Regions from separate parts of the Xenopus tropicalis genome. Here region 2 is linked to region 1. A link is a contact called in public Hi-C data. All regions are on one chromosome and are shown on one strand. Each heading gives the region's core, a stretch centred on a gene start, on an enhancer-like site or on the middle of the called end of the contact. The rest is flanking DNA. Distances are from core to core; before and after follow the strand shown.

Region 1 (6,173 bases), core at 2,867-5,366:
TTAGTAGAACCAACTGACTGTAATGTGCTGATTGGCTTTATTCACTGGTACAGAATAACTTCACTACAGTTTGTCCCATAGGCACCCAAACTGCCATTGGCTGGGAAAGACTAACTGTATTATTCTCAAGCAAAGTGAAAAATAAAGTGTGTTCAGTTATTTGGATATTATTGCGAAATCTTTATTTGCAGTCTCCATTTCTATTACAGAATAATTCCCTATTCCCTTGTAAAGCTTTAACCATAATTAAAAATGTATTGTTTTTAATTACAATGCGTATTCATTACAACAATAATAATAGTAATACTAAAAATAATTCAGAGAGGGGAAGAAAACGATTCGTAGAAGGAGAGGGGACGTTTTAGACAATAAACTTGGAGGAGAAATAAAAAATAGAATGGAACTGAGCCAATATGGGTCCGGCAGGAGAAATCAGAAGGTCTAATATGACTTATATAGGACCCAAAATAGCTGTGTATTAACTGCCCTAAGGATTATACCCATTACTGCTTGTAGCCTTAAGATATAGTACCCCCAGTAAAATGTATGGCACTAATGTTTATCCTGAGTACTGGGAGAGGTGAATGGAGCTAAGAATATTTTGCTGTGTTGCCCTTTATCCCATACTAACCGTGGCCATATGATCTATCAGCCCCAATGTAGTTGTGGCCATATGATCTATCAGCCCCAATGTAGTTGTGGCCATATAATATATCAGCCCCCAATGTAGTTGTGGCCATATAATATATCAGCCCCCAATGTAGTTGTGGCCATATAATATATCAGCCCCCAATGTAGTTGTGGCCATATAATATATCAGCCCCCAATGTAGTTGTGGCCATATAATATATCAGCCCCCAATGTAGTTGTGGCCATATGATCTATCAGCCACCTTGTAGCTGTGGCAAAAGATCCATCGACCCCCATTGAATTTATAGCCACAAGTGCTATCACCCCCTTGTAGTTGTTGCCATAAGATCTATCAGTCCCCTTGCGATTGTGCCAATTAGATTTAATAGCCCCCTTGTGGTTGTGCAGATAGGCTCTAACAGCCCCCTTGTATTGTGTCAATGAGATCCAACAGCCACCTTGTACTTGTGCCAATGAGATCTAACAGCCCCCTTGTACTTGTGCCAATGAGATCCAACAGCCCCCTTGTACTTGTGCCAATGAGATCCAACAGCCCCCTTGTACTTGTGCCAATGAGATCTAACAGCCCCCTTGTACTTGTGCCAATGAGATCTAACAGCCCCCTTGTACTTGTGCCAATGAGATCTAACAGCCCCCTTGTACTTGTGCCAATGAGATCTAACAGCCCCCTTGTACTTGTGCCAATGAGATCTAACAGCCCCCTTGTACTTGTGCCAATGAGATCTAACAGCCCCCTTGTACTTGTGCCAATGAGATCTAACAGCCCCCTTGTACTTGTGCCAATGAGATCTAACAGCCCCCTTGTACTTGTGCCAATGAGATCTAACAGCCCCCTTGTACTTGTGCCAATGAGATCTAACAGCCCCCTTGTACTTGTGCCAATGAGATCTAACAGCCCCCTTGTACTTGTGCCAATGAGATCTAACAGCCCCCTTGTACTTGTGCCAATGAGATCCAACAGCCCCCTTGTACTTGTGCCAATGAGATCTAACAGCCCCCTTGTACTTGTGCCAATGAGATCTAACAGCCCCCTTGTACTTGTGCCAATGAGATCTAACAGCCCCCTTGTACTTGTGCCAATGAGATCTAACAGTCCCCTTGAATCAGATATAACAGGCTCTGTGTTTATACTGGAGATGGAAATCTTGTTTTTGGTGCTGAGAATTCTAGAATAGATTCCACAAGGGATTCCGGTGCCCATCCGAGGGGCTGGGGGTGCCCCTATACTCTCTCTGTGTCTCAGTGCCAGTGTGCAGTAACTTTCCCCTGGGAGAAGCAGTGATTGGAAGGGGGGGGGCATGGGGGTCTCTGGTCATTCCCTATCCCACTGGCAGGCTGGCGCCATCACCCACAAGTTAAAAGGCAAACTCCCCCCATTCTCACTTGCAACTACCGTGAGTTCCCTGACACAACAAAAGGAGACAAAAGTGAGTTTTTATTTTGTGCGGAGCCTGAGGCAGGAACAGAGAGAAAAGGCAGCCCCCCCCCCCCTCTATAGAGCCGGCCGGGCCCCCCTTCTGCTCCCTTGTGTGAGCCTTTCCCTATTGAGATGGAGCGCTCAACCGTGTGATCCCCAACTTATTGTCAGCGCCTATTTATTAATTGTCCTCATCTGGGGGTAATTGAGCAACCGGGGACTTGTAGCCCAGGGGCTACCCCACCCTTCCACTGGCACCAAGGCCAGCAGCTGCAGCTCCACAGGGTCAGCGACTCTCAGCCATATATAATCATTCTCATATCATGTGTGATTGTCTCTTTGTATATGTGTGTCCTTTAGCATCACACTGAGTGTATGTAAGTGTGTGTCTGCCTTTGTGTGAGTTTAGGTATGTGTGTGAGTATTACCGTGTATGTGTGTATATATGTGTGTGTGTGTGTCTTTATATGTGTCTATGTGTGTGTCTTTATATTTGTCTATATGTGTGTCTTTGTGCGTGTGTGTGTATATGTGTGTGTGTGTGTATGTCTTTATATTTGTCTATATGTGTGTCTTTGTGCGTGTGTGTATATATGTGTGTATGTATGTGTGTATATATGTGTGTGTGTGTGTGTCTTTATATGTGTCTATGTGTGTGTCTTTATATTTGTCTATATGTGTGTCTTTGTGCGTGTGTGTATATATGTGTGTATGTATGTGTGTATGTGTGTGTGTGTGTGTGTATGTCTTTATATTTGTCTATATGTGTGTCTGTGTGTGTGTGTGTACGTATGTGTGTATGTATGTGTGTATATGTGTGTGTATATATGTGTGTGTGTATGTCTTTATATGTGTCTATGTGTGTGTCTTTATATTTGTCTATATGTGTGTCTTTGTGTGTGTGTGTATATATGTGTGTGTGTGTATGTCTTTATATGTGTCTATGTGTGTGTCTTTATATTTGTCTATATGTGTGTCTTTGTGCGTGTGTATATATGTGTGTGTGTGTGTGTATGTCTTTATATGTGTCTATGTGTGTGTGTATGTCTTTATATTTGTCTATATGTGTGTCTTTGTGCGTGTGTATATATGTGTGTGTGTGTGTGTATGTCTTTATATGTGTCTATGTGTGTGTGTATGTCTTTATATTTGTCTATATGTGTGTCTGTGTGTGTGTGTGTATGTATGTGTGTATATGTGTGTGTATATATGTGTGTGTGTGTATGTCTTTATATGTGTCTATGTGTTTGTCTTTATATTTGTCTATATGTGTGTCTTTGTGCGTGTGTGTATATATGTGTGTGTGTGTGTGTCTTTATATGTGTCTATATGTGTGTCTGTGTGTGTGTGTGTGTGTGTATGTATGTGTGTATATGTGTGTGTGTGTGTGTGTGTGTGTATGTCTTTATATGTGTGTGTGTGTGTATGTGTGTGTGTGTATGTGTGTGTGTGTGTGTGTGTGTCTTTATATTTGTCTATATGTGTGTCTGTGTGTGTGTGTGTATGTGTGTCTTTATAGGTGTCTATATGTCTATATATATATTTGTGTTTATGTCTTTATATGTGTATTTATATGTGTGTGTATGTCTTTATATGTGTCTATATGTGTATGTGTGTATATGTATGTGTATGTCTTTATATGTGTGTATATGTGTGTATATGTGTGTGTGTGTGTATGTGTGTGTGTGTATGTCTTTTAGTGAGTTTTATACGGGGCAGTGTGTTTGTGAGTATTTATATTTGTGTGAGTTTGTCAGGGGGTTAGTATAATCCTGAATGTGTGAGAGTTTGTATTTATGTGGATATGACAAATTATTTTATTGGCGCTTTAATATAATACATTTATACTTGAAATATTAATTTTGGGGGAAACAGAGAAGTTTTGATGTTTAGCCCCCAGCCGGTGTAGGGACAGGAGAAAGGTGTGTGACAAGCACAAACAATACATAAAAGCAGTTTCTGGCCTGGGGACCCTCCTTTGACTTCTGTCTTTTGATCCTCCCCTGGGTCTCTCCCAAGTCAGTATTTGGTAGGAGATGCAATCTGCAGCCCGGGAGAAGCCCCAGACAGCGGGCAGAGGAGACACCCATACAGGGCTGTGGCCCCTAGAGCCTGGCTATCAGTGTGTTTGTTTTGGGAGCCACTTACACCAACACAAACAGACACACAAACAGGCTGCTGATGGGGAGGCGAGTGTCGGCAGCGCAGTCATTAGCCGGGAGAAAAGATCTGCTGTTAAACCAGTGGCCACCGCGGTTTGTGTTCCCAGGGAGAAGTGGCCCCTGGGTGCCGAGTTATTGATATTACTGGGATGATGGGAGCAGTTCCGCTTTGCCCCCAGCTACAGCCACACTGGAGCCTGTCGCTCTGTCTGCAGCAGCCTGACTCATTACAGCAATTACTTTGTCTCTGCTCCAAACTCCCAGCAACGTCACCGGCCAGATTGGGGCCCCTCGCATCTTTCCCATGGAGCCCCTGCAACGGGCACATTCTGGCGCAACTTCAGCACATACAGAGTCACGAAATGCTATGTATTCACTGGAAACAATTCCATCCTTTATAGTTACACTGTACCCTTCTATGGGTCGGTTACACTGAGTCGGGGTCTGGGAATAGTGCGTGTTACAGAGAAAGGCTGTTGTACAAAAAAATGAAAAAATAGACACTTCTTTTGCGTATAAAGTATTTACTGTTCCGGAGGCTTGTGTTGCGCATAATAAATAAAAAATCCTAAGCGACTTTCCAATATACATTTATAAGTGTAACTGCTATTAAATGCAACATATGGTTGACTGTTTCTACCCACTGCATTGCTGGCTCTGACTCCTGAACAATGTAGCAGAAGTCAGCTGATTAACGTTGACCAGGAGAGGCGATCTGCTACTTTGTTGCAAGAGTCTGACGCTGACAACAAATACATCTTTTAATAGCAATTACATCAAGAGATCTCTTTAAATCCGCTGCCAATGTTGTATTAACTGTATATATGTATGAATTATTCCTAAAACTGTTTTTGAAACTGTTGCGTCGGTGCTGTGTGTGTTGCTATGTACATGGCGTGTAACTGTGTTCTGTATTTTCCTTCTATTTCCCAGGGTCCTGAAACTATTTACCCCCCCCCCCCCCCCCTTCCCTTGCCTGATTCAGCAGAGTGGAATAGACAGCAGCATTAACTCCTATTATGCTGGCGTCTCTGGTATCTTACAAGAACTTGGCTCCCTAAAGTCCAGGCTTAGAAGCCTCCTGTTATTTTCTCTGGGGGGGATTCTGACAGCTTTAACTGCATCATCAGAGGTGATTAAAACCACAAGGCTGCAAACTCCACTTTTGGAGAATTTGGGGCCCAGTTTTAGCTCTGCAGGCGCCAACCTAAATCAGACTGGGGTTGTCATGGTCAGATCTCTCTCCCTGGCCTCAAAACATTTCTTTTTTTTCATTATGCCTTAAGCAAAGTCGTTTTTTTAATACAATTTCCTATGATCTGAAACGACTCGAACAATACATAAGTGTTTCTAGGCAAAATTATTTTCCTCTTCTTTTCTGATCAACTGCTACTAAATCGTGTTGCTTATTATTTGTTAGAAATTATTATTACCCAAAAAAAATAAAAAAAAAAAGTCTCTGTCCTTGTCTTTTATATATTCGTATTTTGTCTTTCTATTTCGTCCTGTAAAACGCAATCGCTATATTTAATACTAATATCTAAACAATATGTTTGTATACACATAATATTTCAATCGAATTCGTTAAGTAGATATATAAAGTTCATATATAGTGTAGTTGTGTATAACTACTCCAGCTCTATGTAATCCCTTCCAGATATAAAATAGCTGAAAAAGATATCGTCACAGATATCGTTAATTGATATACCATTACTTATAGGAACTGCTTCGATATACAGTGAATAAATATATATTGTGTCCAATTTCCTTATTCTGTTTATCTGCGTATAAACCAAAGAGCTGTTTGTGTGCCCAGTCTATGAGTTTTGGTTCGCTAACTGTTAAAAAAGAAATTCAAACAAATCGCATATAATATCTATATGTGTGCTGGTGCGAGGTGATAAAAAACACAAACGTTTGAATCCGAACGAAATGCATTAAAA
Region 2 (6,268 bases), core at 1,426-3,925, 180 kb after region 1:
GCATCATATTAAGAAAGCTGTCTGGGAGTAGTTGGGTGGTTATATTAGCATTGGGCGCCACTATCAGGTTGTGGAGTAACAATCAGGCAAATACCTCAAAGGAAGGTAGAAATCCTATTACTCCTGAGTCAACTCTGAACAGTCACTTTTACATAGTTATTAGAGTTTCAAAAAAGACACCTGTCTCGCCAGTTATTCATTCCCCATCACATAATTCCAATTAAGTTTGGACTCCTAGATTCCCCTCCTTAACCCATTCATTTAATATAATCCCATTAAAATTTTAAGTCACATACAAATTTTGTTTTAATAATTATGCATTAGATACGCTGACTTACCACTGAAACTGCCAGTCTAACCCCACATTTTGCGGATTCCATGAAATAACAATAATAGGCACAGAAATGCCATTACACAAGATACAGGTTTGTATTAATTCATATTTCTCTGGACTTCTGTATGCTTCTGGGACATTCAGGTGAATGGACTCTGGCCATAGGTATGTCTGGTTACCAGGTGGGTCAGGGCAGTGGGACATGTGTAGGAGCAAATGAGTGCTGAAATTTACATTGCCAGTTAGGCTCTGCTGTGCACTAAGAGCAGGATGGACCTGGACCGTTTTAATTCAGCTTCTCTGAAGGCTGAATCTTATTGGTCCAACCAGCACCCATTTTGACTCCCCACATGTAGGACACATGAAAAAGTGCCTGCAATTGACTGGTGTGAAGGTTTAGTGGACTGCCATAGAGCTCAATCCGAACATCAGGACTGGGCTGCTGCTGCTATGTTTAGGGCAGTGGAACTCTTTTGGGTCAGTAAGCACCTGTAGCCTGACCTGATCTAAAACCTTTGGTACTGTGCTGTGGTAGGGGGAGGATGGGTGTGCGGGGCAGGCAAATTACTTGTACAGTGCCCCAAAATTACTCACTGCAGCCATGTCCTTGTGTATTTGGTTTTGCCCATAGGAACAGGCCCTCAGGTGCCTATATAGAAAAATTGCCCTGGGATTTACCATACAAATCTGCAAGCACCATCAGTGCAGGCCACAGCCAGCACCTGCTCTATTGTTAGGCTGAAAGATCTCTCCAATCCCCCTTGGGCTTGTGTCCCTCTGCTCTAGTGCTGATTGTTTGGTCCCTAATAATATACAAAACAGCACCTGCTAGCCAGTGCGGCCATATTCATACAACACCACAATACACCACTACTGCTTTATATGTACAGACATCTTCCTTCCATCATAATCCCAACCACTGGATGTGACCACACCCACTTTCCAGACCACTACTGCTATAGGCTCTCTTTTATACATTATGCAAAATATTTGTGAACCTCACTTTCAATTATCCTTCATCATGCTGAGTATAATGTTAGAATATGAGAACTTATCCTTTGCCATAATGCAGTGCTCTATGGCTTAGTATACAAATTCAATAAATAATATGAAATTATGAAATCATGAAAATTCCCCAATAAATATTTAACAAGGATTACTACCAAGGCAAGTTAGATTTTGTTAGTACTGCATATTCATAACATTGGGATCAAATCTAATATTTACTGGTTGGCCATTAAAATAACAGCCATTGGCAACCCTGCTGCCATTTTGACCGATTTTGAGTTGGCAGCTTACCTGCCCTCCCCGACAGATATCTGGCTAAATATCAATCAGGTATCTATCAGGCAGGTGTGAGGACTGCATTGGGCACTGATAAAGTCCTCCCCCAATGGCCTGCATTGGCCAAACTATCAGACCAACCCAATGTGACCCAGCACATAGGTGCCCATATTAGCCAAAGATCTGTTTGTTTAGAGACCACGCCAAATAAAGGGTTCTAAAGGTGTATGGCCTGCTTTGGTTATAGGGGTTCTGCATGTGATTTAAGGGCAATGGACCACAGGAGATCCTATTGGGTTTAATGTATGTTTATATATGGTTTCCAGCAGACTTAAGGTATGGAGATCCAAATTACCGAAAGACCCCTTATCCTAGGTCCTGAGCATTCTGGATAACAGGTCCCACACCTGTGTCAATTATTAAATTTCACATTGATTTCTTTCTGTTAAAGGTGAAGGAACGTTACAATCGGTGGGGGGTGCCAAAATGTTAGCCACCCCTCAGTCATTGTAATCGCTTACCTGAAACCCCCAGCCGGTGCTCCTGTTAGGAGAAAACTGCACTGGCCGGGGTGTACGCAAGCGAGCGCCCCTTTTTCTTCCTTTGGTCGTCGCACATGTGCAGTGAAGTGAAAAGCTGAACTTTACAAAAATGCTGGCTTTTTTCCCGGCAACCCCCCAGTGATTTAGCCTTTCCTTCTCCTTTAATTACTTTTTTTTCCCTTTCTTTTTGTAACCATTAGTTGCGGCATTCAGGACACTTCTGTCACTGTACAGATGGCTCTCCCCTAAATAATTAAAAAGTTATTTACCACTGCTGGTGCTGTGGGCAGTAACTACTATACCCTGGGTTTTGTCCATAGGACTCTCTGTGACTCTTCTTTGTGGCTGAGTGTCAGTCCGTGGGCTGGGTTTTTATGGAATCATTTCAATAAGAAAGAGGCAGCTCATATTAGTCTGGCAGAGGAATAAAAAAGGGAAGCCAGGGTTAGTAAATATTGTCAGAAGGACAGCAGGCAAAGAGTCAGGGTATCATGTGATCTATTCTTTCTTAGCACCTTAACTAAGGGGGGTATTTTGCACATGAAAGACTAGGGATGTTTTCAGTTTTGGCCTCAGGGATCACCTTTGTACTGTTTATTGCATCCACATGACCCATTTTTATGGTTCTCTTCAAGGAAAACAAGGTTTTGCGTTAGTCCAAAATTCAATTAAAATCTTTATTTTGATACCACGTTATAAATAACAGAGGGAAAGGTCGTACACCTTATCCGGAGACCATTATCCAGAATGTTCCGAAATACGGAAAGTACATCTCCCATAGACTCCATTTTAATCAAATAATTCACATTTTTAAAAATGATTTCCTTTTTCTCTGTAATAATAACACAGTACCTGTACTTGATCCCAACTAAGATATAATTACCCCTTATTGGGGGCAGAACAGCCCTATTGGGTTTATTTAATGGTTAAATGATTCCCTTTTCTCTGTAATAATAAAACAGTACCTGTACTTGATCCCAACTAAGATATAATTACCCCTTATTGGGGGCAGAACAGTCCTATTGGGTTTATTTAATGGTTAAATGATTCCCTTTTCTCTGTAATAATAAAACAGTACCTGTACTTGATCCCAACTAAGATATAATTACCCCTTATTGGGGGCAGAACAGTCCTATTGGGTTTATTTAATGGTTAAATGATTCCCTTTTCTCTGTAATAATAAAACAGTACCTGTACTTGATCTCAACTAAGATATAATTACCCCTTATTAGGGGCAGAACAGTCCTATTGGGTTTATTTAATGGTTAAATGATTCCCTTTTCTCTGTAATAATAAAACAGTACCTGTACTTGATCCCAACTAAGATATAATTACCCCTTATTGGGGGGCAGAACAGTCCTTATGGGGTTTATTTAATGGTTAAATGATTCCCTTTTCTCTGTAATAATAAAACAGTACCTGTACTTGATCCCAACTAAGATATAATTACCCCTTATTGGGGGCAGAACAGCCCTATTGGGTTTATTTAATGGTTAAATGATTCCCTTTTGTCTGTAATAATAAAACAGTACCTGTACTTGATCCCAACTAAGATATAATTACCCCTTATTGGGGGGCAGAACAATCCTATTGGGTTTATTTAATGGTTAAATGATTCCCTTTTGTCTGAAATAATAAAACAGTACCTGTACTTGATCCCAACTAAGATATCATTACCCCTTATTGGGGGCAGAACAGCCCTATTGGGTTTATTTAATGGTTAAATGATTCCCTTTTGTCTGTAATAATAAAACAGTACCTGTACTTGATCCCAACTAAGATATAATTACCCCTTATTGGGGGGCAGAACAATCCTATTGGGTTTATTTAATGGTTAAATGATTCCCTTTTCTCTGTAATAATAAAACAGTACCTGTACTTGATCCCAACTAAGATATAATGAATTCTTATTGGAGCCAAAACAATCATATTGGGTTTAATTACTGTTTAAATAATTTTTTCAATAAACTTAAGGTAGGAGATCTGAATTACAGAAAGACCCCTTATCCGGAAAACCCCAGGTCCCAAGCATTCTGGATAATGAGTCCCATACCTGTATAAACAATAATATACAAACACAGTGTTGTCATAAGGTGTCTCCCTATTGTTTGTGATCAGCTGCTCCGTGGCCATCCAATATCTTTACTGTAATATCAGAGAGAGATGGGAATACAAAGATGAGATTATCCGACTGCAAGTTCTTTTATGCAAAATGTTTTAAGCTAAATCCTAAAGACTCTCATGGTATAGCCAGGGATGCACATGATTTTGTGCCTTAGTGCTGCTAGGAAGTCAATCAGCGTGACACTACCCTAAAATGTCACCAGAGAGTGATTGCTACTCAGAATTATGGATCACACAGTGATCACAAAGCAGTTTTAGTGATCAGACAGTGATCACACAGCAATTAACTGTCTGCTAAGGGGATGGAATGGACAGAAGCCTAGTTGTCACCTACATGTGACAGCTGTGATTACTTATAGCGGCAGTCAGCACTTTCACAGTCTTAGGGGCAGATTTCTTAAAATGCGAGTTTAGCGCTTAAAACATAAATACTCACCACTTCTTTACTCCTTCTATTCCCACCCAGCCCATACTTTATCTCTACCCCATCTAATATACTAACTCTCACTATGCAATCTACCGAACCCAATAAAAATGAGAAATAACTTAAACAGCAAAAGCGGATACGCACAATGTTACTGATTCAATATGTATTAAGGTTACGATATACCATATTTTTCGCCATATAAGACGCACTTTTTCTTCCCCAAAACTGGGGGGGAAAAGTTGGTGCGTCTTATACGGCGAACTGTCTTCCTCTCTGTACCGCGGCTCTCTGCCGCATCCTCGCTTTTATAAGGTTGCGCCCGTGCGTACTGACGTCACGCGCACAGGGCGCAACCTTATAAAAGCACAGAAGCAGCTGGGAGCCGCGGCACAGAGAGGAAGACATCACGGGGAAATGGAAGGTGCTTGGGGGCCCTGGGGGAAGCTGAAGAATGCTGGGGGTGCCGTGGGGGAGCTGGAGGATGCGAGGCCCTGGGGGACGCTGGAGGATACTTGGGGGGGGGGGCCTGGGGGAAGCTGAAGGATGCTTGGGGGGGGGGCCCTGGGGGAAGCCTCATTATGTGCGAGCCCAGAGACAATTAACTTTATACAGTTGATATAAAATATTTTACTACAGTATTTGGTTCAGAATCTTTTTTTTCTAGATTTTCCTCCTTTAAAATTGGGTGCGTCTTATATTCCGGAGCGTCTTATAGGGCGAAAAATACGGTATATAAGATGAAAAACTGTATATGTGAATGCCTCCGTGTATAGCGACCTGTTAATTGTCTTCTTTTTCTCTATAAAATCAATAAAAATCTTAAATTAAAAAAAAAAAACATAAATACTCACCCATGTTCTATTCATTCCTATAGGATTTTTAGAAGTGTATTTACCAAATAGTGGTGTACTTTCACCTCTGTGTACTTGAAATGCCAGGGCTAGTGATGGGTACATTTTTTCGCCAGGAACTGCAAAATTTTGCCATTTGCCAAATTTTTAGCGAAACTGGCGCAAAATGTCACTGCGAAAAATTTGCCGGCATGTCAAAAGATGGCACAGTCATGTAAAAAAAGGTGCGGTTGCATCAAAAATGTTGGGCGCATAAAGCAGTAGCCATAATTCACAAAGTTTTCGGCAGTTTCCTATTTTTTTAATAGTGTCGCTAACGGGACAGATTCACTCATCACTAGCCAGGACCTATTTTGAAACCCAGTCTGGGCCTGGCTCAAGAGGAATTACGTTGGTCAGTAGGTAGCGAGTGTGAGCAGATAAAAATGCAAGCAGGTTGCGATTAGACCCACCCAGGTGTCTAGCTCCATCATGTGCATGGGCAATCACCCCTACTTACACCCCCAAACACAGCTCCACCCATGGATAGTTACTGAATTTGCAGTCAGACATATCAGTTACAGGCAGTCACTCACATAATCACTATTTGGCTTCCAAGTTCCCTGTCTTTTGCCAATACAATCCACAGGAACTTTTTGTGGGCTTGCGATTTTGAACTCGGATCACATATGTAGTCTTTTTAAAATGTGACCCTTTGTAGTTAAAA

The links. Hi-C and Micro-C count contacts between places; a contact is called where the count stands out from the background.
Region 2: a contact with region 1 is called in a Hi-C map of gastrula embryo, with 1.8 times the contacts expected there. The contact joins two enhancer-like sites. A contact is called at or near these places in 2 of 5 Hi-C or Micro-C datasets (gastrula embryo and neurula embryo).

The regions. Positions count from the first base shown.
Region 1 is chr1:25,963,070-25,969,242 of UCB_Xtro_10.0, forward strand. It overlaps msx1 (msh homeobox 1), which reads right to left. Exons shown (of 2, transcript NM_001037252.1): 2 at 6,164-6,173. Among named protein-coding and RNA genes, the nearest start is that of msx1, 6.3 kb to the right of the region's middle. Within about 2 kb of position 4,117, at least 3 of the 11 cell types and tissues checked have an H3K27ac peak or open chromatin away from gene starts, as enhancers often do. A contact at or near this core is called in gastrula embryo, where this site is marked.
Region 2 is chr1:26,144,191-26,150,458 of UCB_Xtro_10.0, forward strand. No RefSeq gene overlaps it. Among named protein-coding and RNA genes, the nearest start is that of stx18, 21 kb to the right of the region's middle. Within about 2 kb of position 2,676, at least 1 of the 11 cell types and tissues checked has an H3K27ac peak or open chromatin away from gene starts, as enhancers often do. A contact at or near this core is called in gastrula embryo, where this site is marked.